Regions from separate parts of the Triticum aestivum genome. Here all the other regions are linked to region 3. Evidence: chromatin contacts called from public Hi-C data. All regions are on one chromosome and are shown on one strand. Each heading gives the region's core, a stretch centred on a gene start, on an enhancer-like site or on the middle of the called end of the contact. The rest is flanking DNA. Distances are from core to core; before and after follow the strand shown.

Evidence for each region. A called contact is a pair of places that touch in the nucleus more often than the background predicts.
Region 1: a Hi-C map of leaf shows a contact between it and region 3, with 5 times the contacts expected there. The contact joins the promoter of LOC123138138 here to the promoter of LOC123138136 in region 3. A contact is called at or near these places in 2 of 5 Hi-C or Micro-C datasets (leaf and root).
Region 2: a Hi-C map of leaf shows a contact between it and region 3, with 3 times the contacts expected there. The contact joins the promoter of LOC123138132 here to the promoter of LOC123138136 in region 3. A contact is called at or near these places in 2 of 5 Hi-C or Micro-C datasets (both in leaf).

What each region holds. Positions count from the first base shown.
Region 1 is chr6B:579,904,472-579,908,602 of IWGSC CS RefSeq v2.1, forward strand. It overlaps LOC123138138 (MADS-box transcription factor 57), which reads left to right and starts at 1,609. Exons shown (of 9, transcript XM_044558048.1): 1 at 1,609-1,823; 2 at 1,928-2,127. The coding sequence starts at 1,946.
Region 2 is chr6B:578,331,830-578,335,584 of IWGSC CS RefSeq v2.1, forward strand. It overlaps LOC123138132 (rRNA-processing protein fcf2), which reads left to right and starts at 1,520. Exons shown (of 5, transcript XM_044558040.1): 1 at 1,520-1,917; 2 at 2,006-2,066; 3 at 2,595-2,669; 4 at 2,780-2,895; 5 at 3,293-3,642. The coding sequence starts at 1,682. The coding sequence ends at 3,401.
Region 3 is chr6B:579,274,182-579,278,216 of IWGSC CS RefSeq v2.1, forward strand. LOC123138136 (tryptamine benzoyltransferase 1) reads left to right here and starts at 1,892. Exons shown (of 3, transcript XM_044558043.1): 1 at 1,892-1,985; 2 at 2,243-2,931; 3 at 3,005-4,035. The coding sequence starts at 2,545. The coding sequence ends at 3,961. LOC123138137 (organelle RRM domain-containing protein 1, chloroplastic) reads left to right here. Exons shown (of 9, transcript XM_044558044.1): 6 at 479-550; 7 at 985-1,053; 8 at 1,138-1,244; 9 at 1,331-1,683. The coding sequence ends at 1,438.

The DNA.
Region 1 (4,131 bases), core at 359-2,858, 630 kb after region 3:
ATAGAAAAGAAGTGGCCTCTAATTTGTACCCACCAGTAGTGTTTCACATTCGTTTGGTACTTGGCTACATGGCCCTGGTCATAATCTTCGAGTCCTTATTCAGGCGGGGCTTTTAGTTTTGATTTGGTCGCTCTAGCTTGTAAAAATGATATGGTGTTTTTCTGCAAAAAAAATGATATGGTGTTTAATAAGAAGAATTACTTCTCTCAATTGTAGGTTATTTATTAGCATAAACACATTAGCTTCATTCGTGGTCTATTCTACATCGATCGGGGTATGCCTAAGGTGATCAAGAAAGTTTTCTCCAAAGATGAATGGCATTAGTCTGCGGATCAGCCCTCCACCTCTCCGTAGGCAATTAGTCAATTTTTGGCATTCTTTTTGTCTTTTTATGGTCATGTGTCATTTCGGTTATATGCATTTCAGTTATGCAGAGCCAGGGTATAAACTCGCATTGCTTGTATCAAATTGATGTGACGTTATGAGTCAATAAAAGCATTCTTATAAAAAAACCTATAAGTATAGAATATATATATACATACTAATTCAGGATATTAATGTATATTTAATAAATTAATGTGATCTATCTATGCTCGCAATGTCTACTGACGGTCAGATAGACCTAAAACATTTGACTTGTATACAACTTATACATTAGAAATGAGAAAGAGTTTTGCACACACAAAAAAGATAGGATGTATCTAGAATTTTAACTGATATCATTGGCTAAAACAACTAGGAGCATCTATAACCAGACTCCCCAAATTGATCGGGCGGACATAGGACCACTGTCCAAACAGTAGAGAAAAAAAAAGTTGACTCAACCGGGCCCCCTCAAAGCCTCGTCTAGACTGTCTGGCACCTCATACCCAGCCCATATAGGGAGGCAATATGGGGAGTGTATGGGCGTGTCCGGTCATTGGTCATGCGTCTACTACATAGGATTTGGCCCATCATGGATCATCTTTTTTCTTTCTTTTCTTTCTCTCTCTCCATCCTCAGCAATCACATACATGTAACCGAAAGTATAGGAGAAAAAGATGAGGTTATGATTGCGTATACGGATAAATAAGGAATCAAAACGAACATGTCCGGACACTGACCGGGTACGTCCATGGATGTTTGAGAGGACCAAACTTGCCCAGTCCGCTATAGATGCCCTAACACGCTAGCTGTAGCCAGGTGCCCATACACTTCTTCCCTAAACGTCCAGATTGTCTGGTACCTCATACTCAGCTCATATACGAGGGCAATACGGGGAGTGCACGGGTGTCTCTAGTCAGCAGTCCTATGTTTACCACATAGGATTTGGCCCATTATGGACCATCTTTTTTCTTTCTGACCTTTCTCTCTCTCCATCCCCATCAATCACATGCATATAATCCAAAGTATGGAGAAAGAAATGAGGATATGGTTACGTGCACGGATAAATAAGGTCTTAAAACAGACATGTCCGAACACTGACCAGGCGCATCCACGGACGTTTTAGGGTCAAATTTGCCCAGTCCGGCTATAGATGCCCTAATACGCGAGCTGTAGCCAGGTGCCCTTACGCACAACCTACTTAAGGTAACCGGCCGGCCCCACTGAGTAGTTGGTGTAGAGAACGAGTGTTATTTCAGCCGTTGTTGCCTCCATTCCTGCATATATAAAACCTAAGCAGCGCTTTGCTTTCTCCTTCTCTTAGGTACTAGGTACAACTAGTTAGACGAATATTAGAAGCTCTACCTTCCCCACAGCAGATCAGCCCTCATACACTTCTTCTTCTTCTTCTTCTTCTTCTTCTTCTTCTTCTTCTTCTTCTTCTTCTTCTTCTCAGTCCGGTACTTCCCTTGTGTATCTATCACTGGTTCTGGTCGGTGTTCTATATATCTACTTGCCTTCTTCATGGTGTTCTCTAACTTGATCTAGGTTTTCTGCCTGCTAGCTCTTAGATCTGAGAGGGATGGGGAGGGGGAAGATAGTGATCAGGAGGATCGACAACTCGACGAACAGGCAGGTGACCTTCTCGAAGCGGCGCGGCGGGCTGCTGAAAAAGGCCAAGGAGCTCTCCATCCTCTGCGATGCGGAGGTTGGCCTCGTCGTCTTCTCCAGCACCGGCAGGCTCCACGAGTTCTCCAGCACCAAGTAATTAATTCGTTTCACATAATATACGTCTCATGTGCTATGCGGATCCTCTAATCGCTTTTGGTTAATTAGGTTATCTTCTGACCGTTTTCTGTACTAGCACCCCCTGCTTCCCATGTTCTCCTCTCTCTTTCTTTTTTTTCGAAAAATAACAGAAGAATAACAGAAGAAATCCCTTGCTCTTCTCACTAGCTAGTTATGTCATATTACTAAGATGTGTATATAGATCAGTTGAGGGATATCTCTCTCTTTACCACTACAGTTATTTTTCAACGGATTTGCTTGAGTTGCAGTTGCAAAGAATTTTCTTAAAATCTAGTCGGCGTGTCCCAGCTATTGCTTCTATGGATGTGTATATCGTATGATGTAGAGGCCGGGGTTATCCCTTTTTTGAAAGAAAAAAAAACTATTGCTCCTTGATCCCCTTCTTTCGGGTTTGATAGGGGGCATCGTCGCCGGAGATCCTTCAGATCTACGAGGAGGATCACACGGCGATGTGAGCTAAGACACAGGCAAAGCCGAGATCCACGGCCTGGCGAGAGAGCTCATGGTCAACGAAGTCGAAGATGATGACCTTGCTGGAGAGATCGTGGGTTAGGGATTCATGGTGGGGTCACCGACGCCGGAGATGCACTCATGCACCCTAGGCTTAAAGTGAAGGGATTTGGTACCATGGGATTTGTTTGGGACTTGTGAGCTGGCGCAACAAGGGGATGTGACTAGTGGGCCGATATAGGATTGGTGGGTCAACGAGGAGGACTACAGCGGTGGATCTGAAGGTGGCAAGTAGTGGATATGTGGGATGGTCGCGACGATACCAAGATCGGAGCGTGGGTTTCTAGGGTAGAAACTAACTACTAACTCACGCACACATCTGGGGAGAGAGAGAGAGAGAGAGAGAGAGAGAGGGGTACAAAGGTCATTGAATGACCAATATAAGAAGTGAGTCTAACTCACTTTGTTTTTTTAGGGAACTAACTCATTTTTGGTTAGGGGAGTGGATGTGAATTTGGATTCTTATTCTTTCGAAATCAAAAAACACTCTAGGGGCTTCCCCTACTGCATTCCTTTTACAAAAAAGAGATCCAATGGTAGGTAACAAGAACTTATTCACAAGATTTTCTGAGGGTGGACAAATTTTTTTTAGTTCACCATCGGACTTATCATTGTTGATTTACAACTATCTTAATATAAAAAAAATGGTATTTCTTCTAAACCTCTGGTCCTTGGAAATTAGAGACATATTGGTCATGATATACTCTTGGTATGAAGGAGCATTAATGATTATAAACTATCACTCCGTTTCTAAATATAAGTCTTTTTAGATATTTCAATTAATGATTATAAACTATCACTCTGTTCCTAAAATGAAAAAAATATATTCCATTTTTTTACATATACAACTGAGAGGAGAATTATATATCTTACTAAATATGTACTGACATGTGTAACCAAGAGAAAGGGTCTAGTGGAGCACCACGGGCAATAGTACAGTCTAAAGGGAACTTAAAGAATGTGATGGAATTGAAATGCCAAGACGTAAAAGAGAATTATATGATCAATTTGGGCAAGAGTAATTATATTCTGAAATGTTCCATATATTATTTATAGATGGCATGGGTTAATTGGATCATACAACACAGCTCGTCCCTTATATGTTGGTATATAGACTAATCTATGGGTGATCAATACTCCCATCTCATGAAGTGAAAGAGCAAATCATGAATAACTCCAGTATGGCAGTTCAATGTAAGAAGTTCAATGGTTAAAATTGTGAACAGTGAACATCTTAACTGACATATGATTCTTACTTGTTCTACGCATACACAGAGACCAAGCCCCAAGTTACCATTCTTCAACTTAGGAAGTACTCCCTCTGTTTGAACTAAAACCACAACACTTATTTTGCAGGGAGGGAATAAATCTTAGTATACCGTGCATTTGAAAACATGTGGGATGGTACTCCCTCCGTCCAGAAATAATTACGCAGAAATGGATATAAAG
Region 2 (3,755 bases), core at 270-2,769, 940 kb before region 3:
CACTCATCTCGCCAATTATTTCATATACTAGCCCAGGGGATCCAGTACTAAGGCCATCAATGGCTGCATCATGGTGTCCTGAGGGGGCCAATTTTGTACCCAAATTCCAGTAGTGCGTCCATCACCAATTCCGCGCATTAAGCTCATTTTCAAAACCTCCCTTCCATTAAGAATAGCACGCCAAATTTGAGAAGGATGTGATCCAAGCTCGACCTCCAAGATATATGGCTCCGAAAAATAAAATGCCTTCACAATTCTTACATTCAAGGATGTTGGTTCCTGCAAGATTCTAGAGACAAGCCACGTCCCAATAACTCCATGTTTGCGGATCTCCTCCTATAGCCCTAGAGAGCTTCCTATTTCACATGTAGGTCTTCGGATAGCGACACTCTCATGCGCAGCCCCATCCTCTCTATGGGCTGGCCCATTCCATTTTTTCTCCCAATACATTTTCTTTTATTTTTTTCTTCTGATTTTCCCTTTGCCCTTTATGCGTTTTCTTTCTTCACATATGTGATTATTATTTTTCAAAATGAACCTTTTTTGAACTCATGACACTTTTACAAATCCATGCATGTATGTAAAATTCGTGAACTCTTTGAAAGTCACACATAATTTTTCAAATTCAGGAATAATTTTCATATCCTTGAAGCTTTTTTGAAATACAGGGAAAGTTCAAATTTATGAGCAAGTTTTGAAACCCGAGAATATTATTCAAATCCCTGAACATTTTTTTAACCCAAGAGCATTTCCTGAAATTTGGGAGGATTGTTTCTGAATTTGTGGACATTTTTTGGATCGAATAACATTTTTTAAATATAGGGGGAAATAGAATTCACAAACATTTCTTTTCAATTTTGGAACAACTTTTTGAATTCACGACTTTTTTTAAAAAAAACAGACAATTTTCAATTTTTTAAATTCCGGAATACTTTTCAAATTCATGAAGTTTTTTTAAACTCAGAACATTTTGTTTTGAAAATTTGAACTTTTAAAGATTATGACATTTTTTAAATCCATGAAAATTTATTAAAATTCAAGAATAATTTGCAAATTTGTGAATATATTTTGAAATAGAAAAAAAATCAAATTCACAAATATTTTTAGAAATATCAGGAGTTTTTTTTTTCAAATTCGAAATAGTTTTGCATCCATGAAAATGTCTTTGATATTTGGAACATTGTCGAATTCTTGAAAATTTTGGAAATACGAGAATATTTTTCAAATTTGTGAAGATTGTTTGAAATTAAAGAACATTTTTCAAATTGATGAACATTTTTTTATATATAGGAACATTTTTTAAAATTAGGAAATTATTTTAAAATTATTGAATGTTTTATAAATTCGGATTTTTTTTTACCCTGAACATTGTTTTGCCGAATTTGGGGCACGTGAACATTTCTCAAAATTTGAAAAGTAAAAAACAAAATAAACGAAAGAAGAAAAACAAGGGTCGCGTCTCCCGCATATGGGCTGGCCCAAAATGCGCGCAGGGGAAATAGGAGGTCTCTAGCCCTAGTCCCCTCCCCTCTCCCCCGTCGCAGTCTTCCTCCTACCCCGCCGCCTCATTGATTTTCCTCCTCTTCCCCTCCACCGCCCGCCCTTGCCGCCGCCGCGTAACCCAACAACGCCGGGGCAAGAGAAGGAGCAGCTATCCAAGCTTACAAGGGCTCGGAGAGCCATGTCGTCGTCGTCGGCGGCGCCGATCGGCCTGTCGTGGGCGCCCCAGCTGCCATCCCTTGCGGCGGCCGGCGGCAGCAAGAAGGGCTCGGCGCCGACACCGAGCATTGACGCGCAGGAGTCCCTCTGGAAGCCCAGCAACGAGCTCGTGGACGGGCTCTACGTGCCCCCGAGGGACCCCAGGAAGGTCAACAAGATGGCGAGGAAGAACGTCAAGGACACCACCGGCAAGGGCTGGTGAGTTGAGCCCCGCTTCTGAATTGGAAAAAATTCTACTGGGTTCTTGGATGGGTGGGTGCTTATGATCTGTTGCGCCGTTGTCCAGGTTCGACATGCCGGCGCCGAGCATCACTCCCGAGTTGAAGAAAGACCTTGAGATTTTGCAGGTATGGTGTTACACTTAGGGCGCTGTTGTCAGTAGTAGAATTCAGTGTGGGGCTCCATTATGTAACTTGGGAAAACAGAAAAACGCCTGTTTAATTTAGCATTTAGGAAGGTGATCCTGAATTCCTGACGGGCAAGCATCAGCCATTTTATAAGTGTGTAGTAGTGCTTGAGTGAAAGTAGAGCATCTGCTTGTGTGTTATTTTGGATAGCCAGGCTTCCCCTAAAACAAAGTACTGCTGCTTTCCTTTTGTCTGCTCTCAATAGAATGAAATTTAACAATTATGCAAGCATGTATGGTTTAGTGAACACTTAGCATTCCTCATTTGCTTGTGAACATGCGCCGTCTTTGGAGGCTTATCGGATAGTATTGCAATCTGGTCGGACTGTGTTACTTTTAAGAACTGAACATCGTGAGTTGAAATACTATGTAAATGTTGAATCACAATGTTAGACAGGGCCATCTACTTATTCTTGAGTTTTAATGTTTTGGTGGCTTAAGCACAATATGCTCGACATATGTTTTGCAGCTGAGGCATGTAATGGACCCTAAAAGGCATTTCAAGAGGTCTGGTAAATCCAAGGCTCTTCCGAAGTATTTCCAAGTAAGTGGTCGTATCGCGAGCTTTATTAGATATTTTGGATACCATACCATTGAAAATTTGTGAATGCTCATCAGTAGTTAATGTGCTGAATATTTTGATGATGGTTTTAGGTTGGAACGGTTATTGAGCCTGCATCTGAGTTCTACTCAAGTAGGTTGACAAAGCATGAACGGAAGCAGACCTTGGTTGATGAGCTGTTATCTGACCAAAAACTCAAGAACTACAGGTAAGCCCATCATCCTTTTCTATCCACATGCAGTGATACTGGAGTCTTGTTGTCACCTGCCAGTAAAAGTTTTTGTGTATTAATTGCATATGGCCCTCCAGATCGAAGAGTTCATCGGTTGTTATACAACAACAGAACCATACTGTAAAATAGACTAGAGCCTTTAATTGGTTTGGAGCTGGGTTGTGACGCAGCATTCGAGCAAATGAATCACCATCTGCTTTTGAAGTTTGAGGGGATAGATTCAACCTGTAGCATATCAGAAGTTCTCGAGTCTCTGAAAAGAAGAAAACTAAATTTATACACTGAATTTAAATAACTAAAGTTGGTAGATAATGCATCTTTTCCGTTTAAGAATTCCTGAAACTGAAGAACATGGCTCTCCGTTAAATTGCAGGATGCGTAAGGTAAGGGAAATTCAGGTGGCCCGGACACCCGGAGGCAACCAGAAGTGGAAGAACAAGGGCAAGCAAACGTTCAAAAGGGCCAAGGACAGGCGGAAATAGGATCAATGTAAAACAAGGAAGAACAGAAGAACGGAGCCAAGGAGAAATGGGCGAGCACGGCTATAGGTTGTGCACTCCACTGTAATGTGTTGAATTCATGTAACTGAACGTATGGAACTTTTCTCCCCGCACTTAGAGAGATCAGATCAGTGTTTGAGGGGATGATGGTCAAAGCATTGTAGTATCTGAACTTGAGTTTGGCAGGATGCTTTTGCGCAAAAAGAGGAACTGATCTTGTGAATGTTCATCTACTGATCTGCAACAAAAGAGCAGGGGAAGTGTGTAACATTTGCACACATTCTGAATCCTGGTATGGTTCCTTTAACGAGGAACGTTATGTGCATGTTTGGTTGC
Region 3 (4,035 bases), core at 642-3,141:
GCAGAAATCCCTTGATGCAATTCAAGCTTTGAATATAAAATACTTATAATTCTTATTCTTTTTGTTCTCATTCCTCTGGTAGTTCTTTGATAGCAAAGTGCACTGCTGTCAGTTTACTCTTAACTCCAAAGTCCAAACCATCCAAGGCATGAGCAAATCTTTTCTGAGGTTCATGCTCGGACATGATCCTTCTACCCTGCTCGTTCTTGTCCCTTTTTGTTTTCTGTTGTTTTACTTGAAAACGAGGGATGCTACAACTATAAGGACATCATTTCTTGTTTCATGCTATTTATTAGCCTGATGTTTTAATCTGATATAAACTTGACGTCTCTTGATTCTTTTACATCTTATACTAACCAAGAGCATACCTAGTAAGTCTGGACTCTGGAGTACATTTACAGAACTTGATTTTTCTTTCCATGCTTCTAAGCAAGCTTGGTGAAAAGAGCCAGATTGTAAGGACTTCTTGTGGTTTCAGGTGACGATAGCTCGAAATCCTCAGAAGCTACTCAGGTGGCTGATGTCAAAACTAAAAGGCTCTTTGTTACAGGTAAAGGGCATCTGATATATTATCTATATATTTAGCTTGTTTGTTTGATCACTTAAACCTTACACATGGATGATGCCCTCTGCCTTGTTCTGAAGTACTAGTCTTTGTGTCTTTTCTTTCAAAGGGAAGTTCAATCAATCAGTAAATTATATGTCCAATTTTCTGTACTGTAGAAATATAAGTAGTGTAGATCAGACAATTCGACCCTATTTGAGAATTTAGTGTTGATATTTAAACGTGCTAAGCTCCACTTTTCATTCAATATAAAGAAAAGCTAGATTGGAACAAGTGAGTCTTGGATACGCGCTGAGATCACAAACTTCTGTTGCTCCTGTTTGTAACACAAATAACAGTTAAACATAATAAGTATATACAGTGGTAGAAAATCAGTTATATTTTGATTTCAGTGTCACTAATTTGGTCTAGTATGACAGGGCTTTCATTTTATACATCTGAGAAAACTCTGAGGGAAGCCTTTGAGCCATTTGGCGAGCTGGTTGAAGGTTTGTGATACTAGCAAGAAATGTTTGCGCCTAGCCATTACCCATTTTTTGGATACTGAATATCACGGAACTACTTTATTGCAGTCAAGATAATAATGGACAGGATATCAAGAAGATCAAAAGGGTATGCCTTCATAGAATACACCACAGAAGAAGCTGGTGGTGCAGCTCTGAAAGCAATGAATGGAGAGGTAGCTGACAAAATTCTGTTTTCTGATATCCTTTACATGATAGTATGATTTATCTATTAAGCTTACATCTATAATTCTATGTGCAGATAATAAACGGCTGGATGATAGTTGTTGACATTGCTAAAACCAAATCAAGAGACCAGAAAACCCCATTTGGCACTTCTAGTTTTCGGCCACGTTTTCAATCTAGATGAAGCTTTTGTTTAGACAATTTGACAGCTAGATATTAGAGATTAAGTGACTAGTAGCGGCGTAATGCCACAGTTTCTTGGCCTGACTTTATTTTCATGTGAAATGCTTTTGTGATAGTTGAGGGAGATGATAGTGATTTCCCTTAAGTATGAGGTGGTCTCCACGAAGATATGTAGATACAGTTCAAGTGTAAAAGTACCTGATATTTACCAAATCAATATGATAACTTCAGATACTGCATTGTCCATATGATCATGAGCAGACATCTCATGAGATGTATTTCTATTAATAAATAAATGTAATCTTCCAAAAATATATGACACATTCAATATAAACAGCACTAACTTCCTGAATCAAACTTCAGGAAGATCAAATGTTTCAGGTTCGGATCCAGCTGATATCAAATTAAGTTTCAAGTCTTCCAACGTATGATAAATTTCTTGGGACCAATTAATGAGAGAGTGATGCCCATCAGAGAGACAATTCTGACGTCGGCCTGGTATACATGATGGAGAAGGCAAGAAGTTCATGCCATGCACTACAGTTCAGGTTCTACTCCCTCCGTTCCTCAATATTTCCGTTCCTAAATATTTGTCTTTTAGAGATTTCAAACGGACTACCACGTACGGAAGTATATAGACATATTTTAGAGTGTAGATTCACCGGAGGGAGTAGTATCAAGCGTTTTCAAGGTCTCAATGAAAGAACCACAACAAAAAAACGAGCACCTTGTGTAGGGCGTCGGAAGGGTATGTTGCCGTCAATGTTGATGCTAATTGCCAAATATGATGTAAACTCGGGATCAGGAGATGTAAACTTGGGATCAGGAGCTATGGGGGTGGTGATCAGAGATGACAAGGGGCGGTTTTTGGCGGCAAAGGTCATCCCTGTCGCTCTTGATGCTGCTTCAGCGGAAGCCCAGCCGGTCCTTGATGGCATACATCCAGCTAATCGTGTCCCTCAACTTCAAGCCTGTTGCAACCTACTGATGCGTGCTAGACATCAATCTGTAAGCTAATAGCACTAGTCAGGCGCAGTGTTCACGTCAGATATTCCAGATGGAAGTCGCAGAACCATCTATATATCTCAGCAAGGCCACAACTCTATTATGGCGTGGGTTCAAATGGAGACGACCGGCGGCAAGATGCTGAAGCCGGTGTACTCGGCGCCGCACCCGCTCGCGGGCGAGATGGTCCCGCTGACGCTCTTTGACCGCGCCGCCATGGACATCTTTGTCTCCCTCATCCTCGTGTACCCCGCCCCGACTCCGTCCAACGAGGCGCTCGTGGAGGGCCTGCGCAGGGCTGTCGCGCCGTACCCTCACCTGGCCGGACGACTCGCGGTCGACCGCTCAGGCCGGCGCTCCATCCACCTCAACAACGACGGCGTGCTTGTCCTGGACGCCGAGGTCCCTGTCGATATGGCGAGCGTGGTCGCCGACGGCTGCTTTACCGACACCACCGACGGCCTGTACCCTGCACTCCCGCTGCCGAAGGTAATTAGCTTCATCAATAGGACGGCGACGTCGGTCACCGGCAACTAACAGTTGGCACGTCCGGGACAAGCAGGAGAACGTCGGGGCGGCGCTGCTGCAGATCAAGCTGAACCGGTACAAGTGCGGCGGCCTCGTGATCGGCATCATCCACCACCACCACGCGGCCGACGGCCACTCATTCAGCAACTTCCTCACCACGTGGGCCAGCGCAGTTCGCCAAGCCAGCGAGTTCACCGCCCCGTCGCCTTCCCTCGACCGCACGGCGACTGCCGTGCCTCGGAGCGTGCCGACGCCGGCGTTCGACCACCGGTGCACCGAGTTCAGCGGAGAAGAAGACGGCCGTCGCAGGTCGAACTCCTACCCCACGTGCAAGATCAAGAATCTCACGTTGCGCTTCACGGCCGAGTTCGTCACAGAGCTCAAGGCCCGCGTCGGCGCCCCATGCAGCACGTTCCAGTGCCTTCTCGCGCACGTGTGGAAGAAGATCACGGCGGCGCGCCGCCTGAAGCCCGACGAGTTCACGCAGGTCAGGGTGGCCGTGGACTGCCGGGGCAGGGCCAACCCTGCCGTCCCGCCGGACTTCTTCGGGAACATGGTTCTGTGGGCATTCCCGAGGCTCCAAGTCCGGGACGTCCTGGGCTGGACCTACGGCGGCGTGGTAGGCGCCATCCGCGACGCCATCGGGCGCGTCGACGCCGCCTACATCCAGTCGTTCGTGGACTTCGGGAGCGTGGCGGACGCGAACTGGGAGGAGCTCGCGGCGACGGCGCCAGACTTCGGCATGATGCTCTGCCCGGACCTGGAGGTGGACAGCAGTCTGGGTTTCAGGTTCCACCAGATTGACCTCGGCAATGGGCCGCCATCCGCGTTCCTCATGCCGGACTTGCCCGTCGAGGGGCTCATGACATTCGTGCCATCGTGCTCAGCCAAGGGCAGCGTCGACGTCCACATGGCCGTCGCCGAGGATCACGTCGCGGCGCTTGAGCATATATGCTACTCCTTGGACGAAAGAGCTAAACCGAAGTTGTAAAATGCTCCATTAGTTTTGAAGGTCGCTTGGCACACCCACACTATCTTCAGAGTTTGTGATTATTCCATTTCTTT